Regions from separate parts of the Mus musculus genome. Here all the other regions are linked to region 3. A link is a contact called in public HiCAR-type and promoter capture Hi-C data. All regions are on one chromosome and are shown on one strand. Each heading gives the region's core, a stretch centred on a gene start, on an enhancer-like site or on the middle of the called end of the contact. The rest is flanking DNA. Distances are from core to core; before and after follow the strand shown.

The links. HiCAR-type assays count read pairs that join an accessible place to other places. Capture Hi-C pulls out chosen DNA fragments and counts their contacts.
Region 1: a promoter capture Hi-C map of adipose tissue shows a contact between it and region 3, with 5 times the contacts expected there. The contact joins the promoter of Elac2 here to the promoter of Tmem220 in region 3. A contact is called at or near these places in 3 of 39 promoter capture datasets (erythroid cells, hippocampal neurons and pre-B cells), 4 of 115 datasets of contacts at active chromatin or transcription factors (astrocytes, embryonic stem cells, large pre-B cells and 1 more) and 2 of 9 other capture datasets (adipose tissue and liver).
Region 2: a HiCAR-type map of astrocytes shows a contact between it and region 3, with 6 times the contacts expected there. The contact joins the promoter of 2810001G20Rik here to the promoter of Tmem220 in region 3. A contact is called at or near these places in 1 of 39 promoter capture datasets (pre-B cells) and 1 of 115 datasets of contacts at active chromatin or transcription factors (astrocytes).

Annotation. Positions count from the first base shown.
Region 1 is chr11:64,977,398-64,980,713 of GRCm38.p6, forward strand. Elac2 (elaC ribonuclease Z 2) reads left to right here and starts at 1,638. Exons shown (of 24, transcript NM_001362983.1): 1 at 1,638-1,934; 2 at 2,321-2,371; 3 at 2,510-2,580; 4 at 3,211-3,275. The coding sequence starts at 1,714.
Region 2 is chr11:64,077,597-64,081,035 of GRCm38.p6, forward strand. 2810001G20Rik (RIKEN cDNA 2810001G20 gene) reads left to right here and starts at 1,888. Exons shown (of 2, transcript NR_033780.1): 1 at 1,888-2,181. Cox10 (heme A:farnesyltransferase cytochrome c oxidase assembly factor 10) reads right to left here and starts at 1,876. Exons shown (of 7, transcript NM_178379.3): 1 at 1,740-1,876. The coding sequence starts at 1,782.
Region 3 is chr11:67,022,730-67,026,544 of GRCm38.p6, forward strand. It overlaps Tmem220 (transmembrane protein 220), which reads left to right and starts at 2,425. Exons shown (of 6, transcript NM_001291042.1): 1 at 2,425-2,542; 2 at 3,180-3,209. The coding sequence starts at 2,450.

The DNA of each region.
Region 1 (3,316 bases), core at 388-2,887, 2.0 Mb before region 3:
ACTAAGGACCCCAGGCTGGGCTTGACCTCAGGGGAGCCATCATTCCTGGATGTTACTGTTTTGAAATGTATATGGATGTTTTTTGTGAATGTATGTTTGTACTTCAGGTGCCTAACTGATACCTGCTAAGGTCAGAAGATGTGAGTTTCTGTGGGAATGGAGTCTCAGAAGATAACTTGTGAGTCACCATGTAGGTGCTGGCAACAGAAACTCCGACCTCTCAAAAATAGTGATCTTGAACTATGATCGATCCATTTGGTCTCAGCATTAAAAAAAAAAAAAAGTGTGTGTGTCTTCCTGCCCATCCACCCAAGTTGGGAAAGGGTCTCATGTAGCCCCAGGTTCACCTCCAACTCACTATCTTGATTGTCCAGCTCCAGCCTCAGAGCCACCTGACAGTCCAGCCTCAGACATCTGACAGTCTCCCTGAATACTTGTTTAAATACATTTCCTGCAGGTGGCAACATTTTCTTCTCCATAAATTTCTATTATTTATTCTGCGTATCTCTTTAGTGCCACTCAAAGCACCGACCATCAAAGGGCCTTTAGCCAACCAAGCATGCCAAATACGACTCTGGCAGGCCTTGGCTTCACCGCCATACCCTCCATCTTGCTAAAAATCATTAGATTACATCCATAAAGCTAGACACCAAGGTCTATTCCCTTATTTGACCATTTTCTCCTCTTGAGGCTGACCACTAAGGTCCAGCTAACAAAGCACTGAAGTCCAGCCCCTTGAAAAGCCCCCTTTGGCTTATGTAATTAATATACACAATCAAAACAAACCAACTTATCCTAACATCGGATTTTTTTTTTAACCTTTATGAACTGTTATTTGCCTATGGGTCGGTCTCCTCCCTATCCAGAGGCAGCCCTTCGTGTTTCGGGTGCAAATACTCCTCTCTCCTCTCTCTTGACCCTTTTCTCTTCGTCCTAGTCTCTATCTTCTTTCTTTGTCTCTTATTCACTGCCTTTTGTCTCTCTGGGGAAAATAAATCTCCTTTGTTCTGAGAACTTGGTCTTGGGGTGTCCTAAGTCGACTTTCGAGGTCCCCACAGCCATGTTAATTCTAAATATCTCCCAAAGATAAGCACTGTTAAACTATTTCCGTCTTGAAGTAAGGAATGCAAGGCAGAGAGGACCGGCTCATAACAGCAATAAGACGCAACACTACGAAGTTTACTTAGTCTTTTCATCTCTATTCTCACGCCAAAACAAAGAATATCATCTGAAATGTGTTCTTATGGTGGAAATCAAATTAGCCAGATCTATCTCCCATGAGATCGTCACCATCATCATAAGCAAGAACAATGCAAACTTGGAATACTTTTGTCGAAGGGCAGAGCTCCTGACAGAAGACGATGAACCTGAAAAAGACTCAGTCCTTTCCCAGTAATGCCTTTCGAGTACTTGCACTCTCAGAAGTCCCGCTTCCGCCAAGTGACAGTAACCGGAAAACGTCAACAGGGAAAGCCGGAACCGGTGAGGGGGGCGGGGCCTCCGGCGACGCTCTAGCTTTCGCTTACTCTACGTCCACCTTGATTGACAGACTCCGAGCTCCAAGGCTCGTTACGATTGGATGCGGAGCTTTGGATGGGCGGGCAGCTAGCGCGGCGGCGCGCTGATTGGTCAGTTCCGCCATGCGGTGGAGGGGCGGTGCTTGTGGCGGCGTGAGGGGTCTGGCTGCCTTGTCAGCCTGGTGTGGTCGGGTGCATGTGGGCGCTCCGCTCACTGTTGCGTCCCCTTGGCCTGCGCACCATGTCGCAGGGTTCGGCTCGTCGGCCGCGGCCATCCAAAGACCCACTGCGACACCTGCGTACGCGGGAGAAGCGCGGCCCGGGTCCCGGGGGCCCGAACACCGTGTACCTGCAGGTGGTGGCGGCGGGCGGCCGGGACGCGGGGGCTGCTCTCTATGTCTTCTCGGAATACAACAGGTCAGAGTGGGCCGACAGCCCTGGGGGATTGGCCCCAGCGCCACGTGCTCGGGAGGCCTCCTGTCCAATCCTGTATATATCCCTTACCTCCCTTAGTCAGCATGGCTTTCAGGTATCCGGGCAAAACTTCCCGTGCCCCGACTCTCACCATCACCATCCCAAAGCGGGGGCCTCACCGTGAGTGTGTGGGCTAGACCGGTTTCATAAGTCGATGGGGAAAGACATCACTCCCCATTGATCTATACCAAACTACACTCTTCCGTCACTAACCAAAGAGGGCTCAAAACCTACTAGGCAGTATGAGAACCCTGTCATTTATGTCGCTGTATCTACAGTAAAGCATTTTACAGAGTATACTTGTAAGTACAGTAATGTTCCTCCTGTAGGTACCTTTTTAACTGCGGAGAAGGCGTCCAACGACTTATGCAGGAACACAAGTGAGTCAACTCCTGGCTTCTGGGGTGGAGATGATTATGGGCTTGAAAGCTGAGGTGAGAGGCAGATGAGACTTCTCAGCAGACACGGTCTCTGGTCGTCTTTGTTTCATCTGGCTGAAATGTATGTTTTTTTCTTAGACTGAAAGTCGCTCGCTTGGACAACATCTTTCTGACTCGGATGCATTGGTCAAATGTTGGGGGGTTGTGTGGTGAGTATGTGTTTGGAGGTCAGGGGCCGGTGGGAAGTTTCTGGGGGCTTAACATGGCTTGCAGCTCATTTGTTCATCTTCCTAGCCCAGGGGAGATAGAATTCCTGGTACACTAGCTTAGTCAGCTTGAGTAGGGGGTGTGAAAACCTAGACTCGGAAAAGTAGGCCTTGATATGGTTACAACCTCCACCTGGACCACAGATTTAACAACAGAGTGCTGTGGTGGGTGCTGATCAGACTCTGCAGCTGGATTCAGACACATACTGTCATCCAGACTGTGTGGCTGCCAGATTTTGAAAGCATAGTAGTATGGGCAGAGGAGAGAATGAGGTAGTGGACTGTGCCCTCCTCCCCCTTGCATAGCAGACCCTGCTCTGATGCATGGTTAGATCAATGCTAACATTATTTTCTCTTTATGTATTGTATAGTTGCTTATACCCTAGAACAGGGACACGTAGGTAAATAACTAGTATAGCCAGAAGCACCCCACCACCATGCACACACACACACACACACACACACACACACACACACACACACACACACACACATACCACATACCGGACAGGGCCTGCAGGCTAAGTTGAGAGTGCTGGATTTTTATTTATTTTCTCTTTACATTCTTTTAAGGAATGATTTTAACTTTAAAGGAAACCGGGCTTCCCAAATGTGTTCTGTCTGGACCACCACAGCTGGTGAGTGTCTCCTGGTCACCCGTTAAAACCACCTCCTTTAA
Region 2 (3,439 bases), core at 638-3,137, 2.9 Mb before region 3:
AACCTGTCTCCTAGCATGATGAGACTTAAGAGTCAAAACAGAATTGTCCTAGAAGAAGCTGAAATACTGCCGGGCAGTGGTGGCACACGCCTTTAATCCCCGCACTAGGGAGGCAGAGGCAGGCAGATTTCTGAGTTCAAGGCCAGCCTGGTCTACAAAGTGAGTTCCAGGACTGCCAGGGCTACACAGAGAAACCAACCCTGTCTCGAACCCCCCCCCCCAAAAAAAAGAAGCTGAAATACCAAACAGAAAAGTAGAAAGAAAGGTTGCCCTGAGGAATCTGTATACAAAGAAGAAGCGTCCGTACAGACAGATAGTCCAGCACTGAGATGAGCCCTCTAAGAATGAGTACCGAGTGTCTGCATCGAGGAATACTCACAATCAGCGATTACAGAAAGTAACAAAGAAGTGAGTCAAGAAAGACTCACAACAGACACACACACACACACACACACACACACACGAAGAACCCCATAAACTTTTTATTTTAGAAAATGACAGTCATATGAAAAGAGGTGTCCAAGGAGGCTCTATCACTCAACGCACAGCTTTGACAATTACCAAGTACTGCCCAACTTTGTCTCTTCTACCCACCCTTCCACTTCCTGCCCTGGTTTATGAGCCAGAAGGTACCTTTGAGATCACCTAGCTCAGTTACCTTATTATAGACGCGTAAATGTTTCATTAAAGAAAGTCAAATGATCTGCACTGGGATCATACAAACGCACGGGAGAAAAGAGCTCTACAGAAGCACAGTGATCACCACAGTCAGCCAGACACAGTGGGCAGTGTGTAAGTGACAGGGAGGCCTACAGGATGGTTCTGGGCTGTGAGAAGGTACACAATGGCTTCCACTATCTTGTCTGTACTATAGATCACTTTGCCACCATCCATGGATACTAGTCACAAAACCAACCTCCTCTTTAAAATTTCTACCAGCACAATCTCATTCATTCACAAATGACTGAGCATCACCAATGCACATAGGCATTGCTCTGGGCATGAGGGATACAGTGGTGAACCAGGGAGACAGACTATCTTTACTTTCACAAAGTGTTTCTCTTACTGGGAGGAACACACTAAATTGTTGCACATCTGTACTGCAGGTGTGAACAATTACACCGTGTGTTATTCATGATAAATTAATATGATATAAGAAAAGAAGGATAAAGACTCCTATTTTAGTTAGAGTGCTAAGGTTGGCCTCCCTGAAAAGGTAAAATATAGGAGCTTTTCAAGAGTTTGTGATAAACACACATCTGTCAAAAGTCCTTCTGATGGAAGGAGCCATACTGATGGTACAGCGCTGGCTCAATGGGATTCAGTTGGCAGTTATCATTATCATGGTGATTAAGGTAACACTTTAAGCTGGAAGACAGCTCCTTAACGGGGGGGGGGGGGGGGGGGAGGTGCGCTTCTTGTCATTAAAAGGCGGTGGCCAGGAACCGCGGCTCTCATGTGCCAGGCTTGTGGAGCCCCATGGTTTATCCTGTCCCTCCATCTTGCACTGTCTGAAACTCCAAAGAGCACGGGATATCAAGCCTTAGGGACCACCTGGCCTACGGTGCAAAGCTGGTCCACAATACTTGGCCTCGTCCCTTCAGGTGACCCTAAAGGTCACCTCCCTGCCAAGTGACAAGCCAAGGGCTTCCAAGGTTGCAGGCGGCCGGCAACACGGTACCGCACATGGCAAAAAAGAAAACAATTCGTCCACGATCATTCCCAACCGGGTACAATACCTGTGAGGAGGCGCGAGGAAATGGTGTGCGGGGACGCGGCCATAACGTACTGGTGCAGCAGTCCCCAGGACCCCAGGACGCCTCTCACCTCACCGGCTCCTGGGCGCCGCCATCTTGCTAGCCCGCCCTCTGAGTGAGGCGGGACTTCCTCTTGTCACTTCCGGCTCCCAGCGCTCTCTGAAAGCTAGGCTAGCGGAGCTTATAAAGATCGGATGGTAGAGCTTTCGCTTTCCCCTCAGACGCTCCAGATGTAGACTAGGTGAGCTCTCTGCCCGGGAGGGACAGATCGTCGGAGCCCGCGGGCGGAAGGCGAGTCGTGGCGGGGTTAGGGCTCTGGAGTCCGGCCCGGCCCGGCAGTCCCCTGAGCTTGAAAGAATTGAATGCCTCCTCAGTTGTCACCCAGGCTGATCTTGCGCAGGCTGTTGGCTTCTCGTGGAGTTTGGTAAGTAAAAAAACGAGGAAGAAAGAAACTCATTAAAAGAGCAAAACATGACTTACAAGGGCAGTTTGTGTTTGCTTTCAGCGATGAGGTGAGATCTCTGTGGTTCACCTCAGGTGCTGATCAGGGGCCACTGAGACAGGAGTTTGTGTAAGAGCACGCACTGTGTCTCTGCAGCAAGAACTGGTCATGGTGAGCGTCATCCCGATAGGGATAAGGTAGAAAGCGCTATGGAATGAGGTTAGCATTTCTGTGAAGTAGGCTAAAGAAAGGCTTTGAAGAGCCAACTTGCTGCTCAGTAGAAGGAACTGTGAGAGTTTTCCAGTTTACCAGGAAGACAGAGCAGAGAATGGGATTTTCTGAGGCCCATCACAGTTCATCACTGTGGACCTAGGATAATGGTTGTCCCCATCAAATTAATCTTAGACTAAGGAAGAAGAGGATGGATTTCTGGTGAATAACTGAAAAGTTAACAACTGTTCAATCCACTGTTTTTCGAGCACTTTGAAATGCTGTGTTAAGTGAAATATTACAAAGTACAAACCTTAAATCAACAAATGAAAAGCACAATTTGGGATCTAATCACACCAACAGTGAGTGCTGCTTAGGGGAGGCCTTCTGCTTTACAGCTATCTTGGTTAATTAGACCCACTGTTCCTGGAACTCTGATCATCATAAATAAGTTAGCCCTTTACAAACTAGATCTCAGATACCTAACTCAATGGTTACATGGTATGGAACCTGAGGGCTAGAGAGATTGCGTGATTCAAACTGTAGATTGTATAGCAGTCTACTGTACTTCCTATCTCTTTATAGTTGTCTCTTAAAATTTGTGTTATAAAACCAAAAAGTGATAGGACTGTACACCTATAAGATGGCTATAAACAAAATTAATCAATAGCAGGAGTTAACAAGTTAGTGAAGAAGTAGGAATCCTGATACATTGTTTATAGGAATATAAAATATTGTAGCCACTTTGGAAAAGCAGTTTAGGTGTTCCTCAATAAGTTAAACACAGCGCTACCTCCTGACCCAGCTGTGCCTTTCCCAGGTATATTCCCAAGACAAATGACAGCATTCATTCACTCATAATATCCCAAAGTGGATATAACTCAAGTTATACATCAACTGATATTCTGTGACATATCCACATACTGGCCTATTTGCCATGAAATGAAAATAAAGTGCAAATACATACTACAACCATGAAAACAATACTAAGTTGAAGAAATCAATCACAAAAGGCCATGTATTAGATAGT
Region 3 (3,815 bases), core at 1,175-3,674:
GTGGCCAGATTCCTCCTGTCTTTTCACACGGATCAAACTGAGGTAGGTAGCTTTGTGTTGCAATTGCTTTACATCTTACCAGCCCATGACCTCATTTTAACTTAACCACCTCTTTAAAGGCTCCAAAAAAATGGGGCTACAGGGGTGGGGGCAGGGAGTGGGTGGGTAGGTAATCCCGCCCACAGCGCTCTCCACTTTAGCTTCTTTCTTTCCACGCAGAGGCGAAGCACTGAAGGTGACCTTGCCTTATCCGCATTCGAGGCTGATTAGTGAGGGAGACCGGAAGAGGAGCCACACCCAATATTAGTAAAAGTAGTTGGTGCCTGCTTCTCCAAGACCCCCAAGCTCCCTTTCTCTCTCTCTCTCTCTCTCCTTTTTAAGAGTTTTTATTTCTATGAGTACACTGTCGCTGTCTTCAGACACACCAGGAGAGGGCATCAGATCCCATTACAGATGGTTGTGAGCCACCATGTGGTTGCTAGGAATTGAACTCAGGACCTCTGGAAGAGCAATCAGTGCCCTTAACTGCTGAGCCATCTCTCCAGCTCCCCACCCCCACCCCCACCCCGGTGTTCCCTTTTCTGAGGAAGGAATTCCATTCTTGTGCTATGCCAGGCACCCAGCAGATGATATTCCCCAAACAAGGAGTTCCTTCAGTTTAAACCAGAGATTCTCAACCTTCTGAATGCTGTGACCCTTTAATACAGTTTCTCATGTTATGGTTGTTGGTATTCTGTCTGGACTCCACCCCCACAGTTACCTGGCAACAGCCAGGTAGGCCTGGCCCACTATAAAAGGGGCTGCTTGGCCCCTCTTCTCTCTCTTACTCTCTTACTCTCTTGCCTCTTGCTTCTTGCCCCTTGCTCCCTCTTTCTCCCCATTCACTTCCTTTCTCTCCACGTGGTCATGGCCGACCTCTACTTCTCTACCCTCTCTCTCTTTGCCTTTCCCTGCCTCTACTGCCCTCTTTACTCCCCTCCTTGCGCCCTAAATAAACTATTCCATACTATACTGTTGTGTGGCTGGTCCCTCAGAGGGAAGGGATACCTTGGCATGGACCCACGGAGACATCTCCTTCCCCACACCCTGCCAGAACATATTCTTATAGCTCTTTCTTTTTTTATGATCACAACAAAGGTGGCCCTCAACCATAAAATTATTTTTGTTGCTATTCATAATTGTAATCTTGCTACTGTTATAAATCATAATGCAAATCTGCTTTCTGGTGGTCTTAGGGGAACTCTATGAAAGGGTCCTTTGGCCCCCTCGAAGGGGTCGCGACCCACAAGTTGAGAAGTGCTGCTCTAAAGGCTGCCCTTGAATGGAAAACACTTCTGAGAAGTTGATCTTTTTCTTCTTTTAGTTAAAAGGAAAGCAGAACAGTCAGGCACCCAAAATGCAGGATTTGAGGTGACAAAGACTATTTAGAATAACAATGATTCGGTCTATGCATGTGTAAATGAGCCCAAAGAAGAGCTACTCCGTAGCTTACACAACAGGAAACTGGCTGAAATAAGTGAGCAGAGAGCTGCCAATACTTCCAAGTCTTCCCTTTCTAAGAAATGCATAGCAAATGAGTGTTGGAAACGTTGGTTTTGCAGATGGGTTAGAAATATAAATATGTATAATACATAAATAAATATCTTATATGATGAGAGCACGTGAAGGTAAAGGGAGCTGCCTCTGGAACTCACTTCAGAAATGTCGCAATGTTTTCCTCCCTCTGGAAGCACGGGAGCTTTAAAAAGAAGCACTTAAATACTAATTCCAGCACTATTTAGGACTATGAATGTGTAAATGAGACCAGACTGTGAGTTTGAAGTTAGTGTGTTTTATATAGTGAGTTCCAGGACAGCCACTGGACCCTTTCACAGAAAACGGAAAAACAAAAACAAAAACAAAACCTAACCAGAACACGCGCGCTAGCGCGTCCTTTTTCTTTTCCTTTCTCTTCTTCATTTGCGTTTCTGGTTTGTTCTGTTGTGTTTGTTTTGTTTCTTTCATTTGCTTTGTTTGTTTGTTTGTTTGTTTGTTTTGTTTTGTTTTTTCGAGACAGGGTTTCTCTGTGTAGCCCTGGCTGTCCTGGAACTCACTTTGTAGACCAGGCCTGCCTCTACCTCCCGAGTGCTGGGATTAAAGGCGTGCGCCACCACGCCCGGCTTCATTTGCTTTTTTAATGAGAGAAAGAATAAGGGAAAAGAAAGGCACATGCCAATGATACACTTTATCCACTAGAGAGCGCCGCAAGACCGTTCTAGACCTGAGGAGGGCGGGGAGGGAAGAAGGGCTCGCCTCGCCCTTGTATCCCCGCTCCCGCTGTCTGAGCCCTGCCCCTTGTCCCTCCCCCACCTACTACGCCCCGCCCCTCCTGGGTACCGCCCCGCTAGCCCAGCCTCGCCCTCTGGCCACGCCCCTCTGGGGCCTGTCCTGCTCCTCCGGCTTCCAGGTCATGGCGCCAGCAGTGGCTACTTGGGCTCCCGGCTTGTGGCGGGCCTGCAACGCACTCATGGCAGCTTTCTTCGCCCTGGCCGCTGTGGTGCAGGTCAGGCGGGCTGAGGAGGGCTGGCAGAGGGACCGCGAAGCCTGGGCGACCAGTTCTCAGGGTGGAGCCGAATTGGGACCCACAGAGTCCTTTCAAGCAGAAAGAACATGGATGAATATGTGTAGTTAGGCAACGCACTCAGAGCTTGACCTAGCGGCCCCGCGTGCAAGTTTGTGCAGCCGGTCACTTAGAAAGGGGCCCAGAACCGCAGCTCTGACACCTTTTCGAATCTTCAGCCTCAGTGAGATGGGTTTTAGCGCCTGGGAGGAAAGTGGAAATAGAATAGACAGCATCCTTACCCTTCCTAGACCTCTTCCTGATCATCCTCAGGGTGACTGCCCTCGTATCTTGGGACCTAGGATTTTCATATACACTATAATAGTTCTTAGGAAATCCCAAGCAGTTATTTTCAAAAGATGCATGGCTGGGTGGTTAGATCTACCTGTTGTGTTCAACCGAGAGGAGAGTCCCTGCTGCCATCGGGATGTGCAGACTGCTAAACTAGCTCATGGTGTTATGTACCCTGAGCCCATTGTAGCGCCTAGTTCTTCGCAATGAATAGTAAACACAAGGCCAGACCAGACAGAGGATACATGGATCTAATGTGAGCTAACACCTTGACGTTTTGACATTCTAGGTAAACGATCCAGATGCAGAGTTGTGGGTGGTGAGTATGAGCTACTTGCAAAACGTTCCTCCATTTGACACGACTACACTCTGATCCTGGGACTCTTGTCTAAAACCCAGAAATTAATACCTCTGTGAGCTCATGTCCCTAATTTTTCGCATCGGAGGGGGAAATCACTCTGATCATATAACTGATGGAGATGTGAATTCTGAACTTTCTGTAGACACGAAAGTCTTTCTGCAGAGAGAGCTTATACCAGCGACTCCCACTTCCCATGACTACACCGGGCATGACAGTAAGAGCTCCTGTCTTTGCTAAGGACTTACAACATGCTAGTCATTTGACATACATTATGCTAACCTTTATGACAGCCGTAACAAGGATGTGTGCCGGTTATATCCATCTGTGACTTTTGTTCTCAGACAACAATAGACCGTCTTGGAGGCAGACTGCACAGTATCACTGAGAAACTCATTCTTGGGTTTGGGGACAGTGTTCACTGTATAGAGAGCAGTGAGTGAGAACACCAGGAATGCAGAGCTGAGTTCTAGCCTGGTTTGAATGTTGGTGCAGTAGAACCATGGCCTGAAACTGCTTGTTATCCAGAGTCCCCTCTCCCCAAATTAGATGACCTCCTCAGCATTT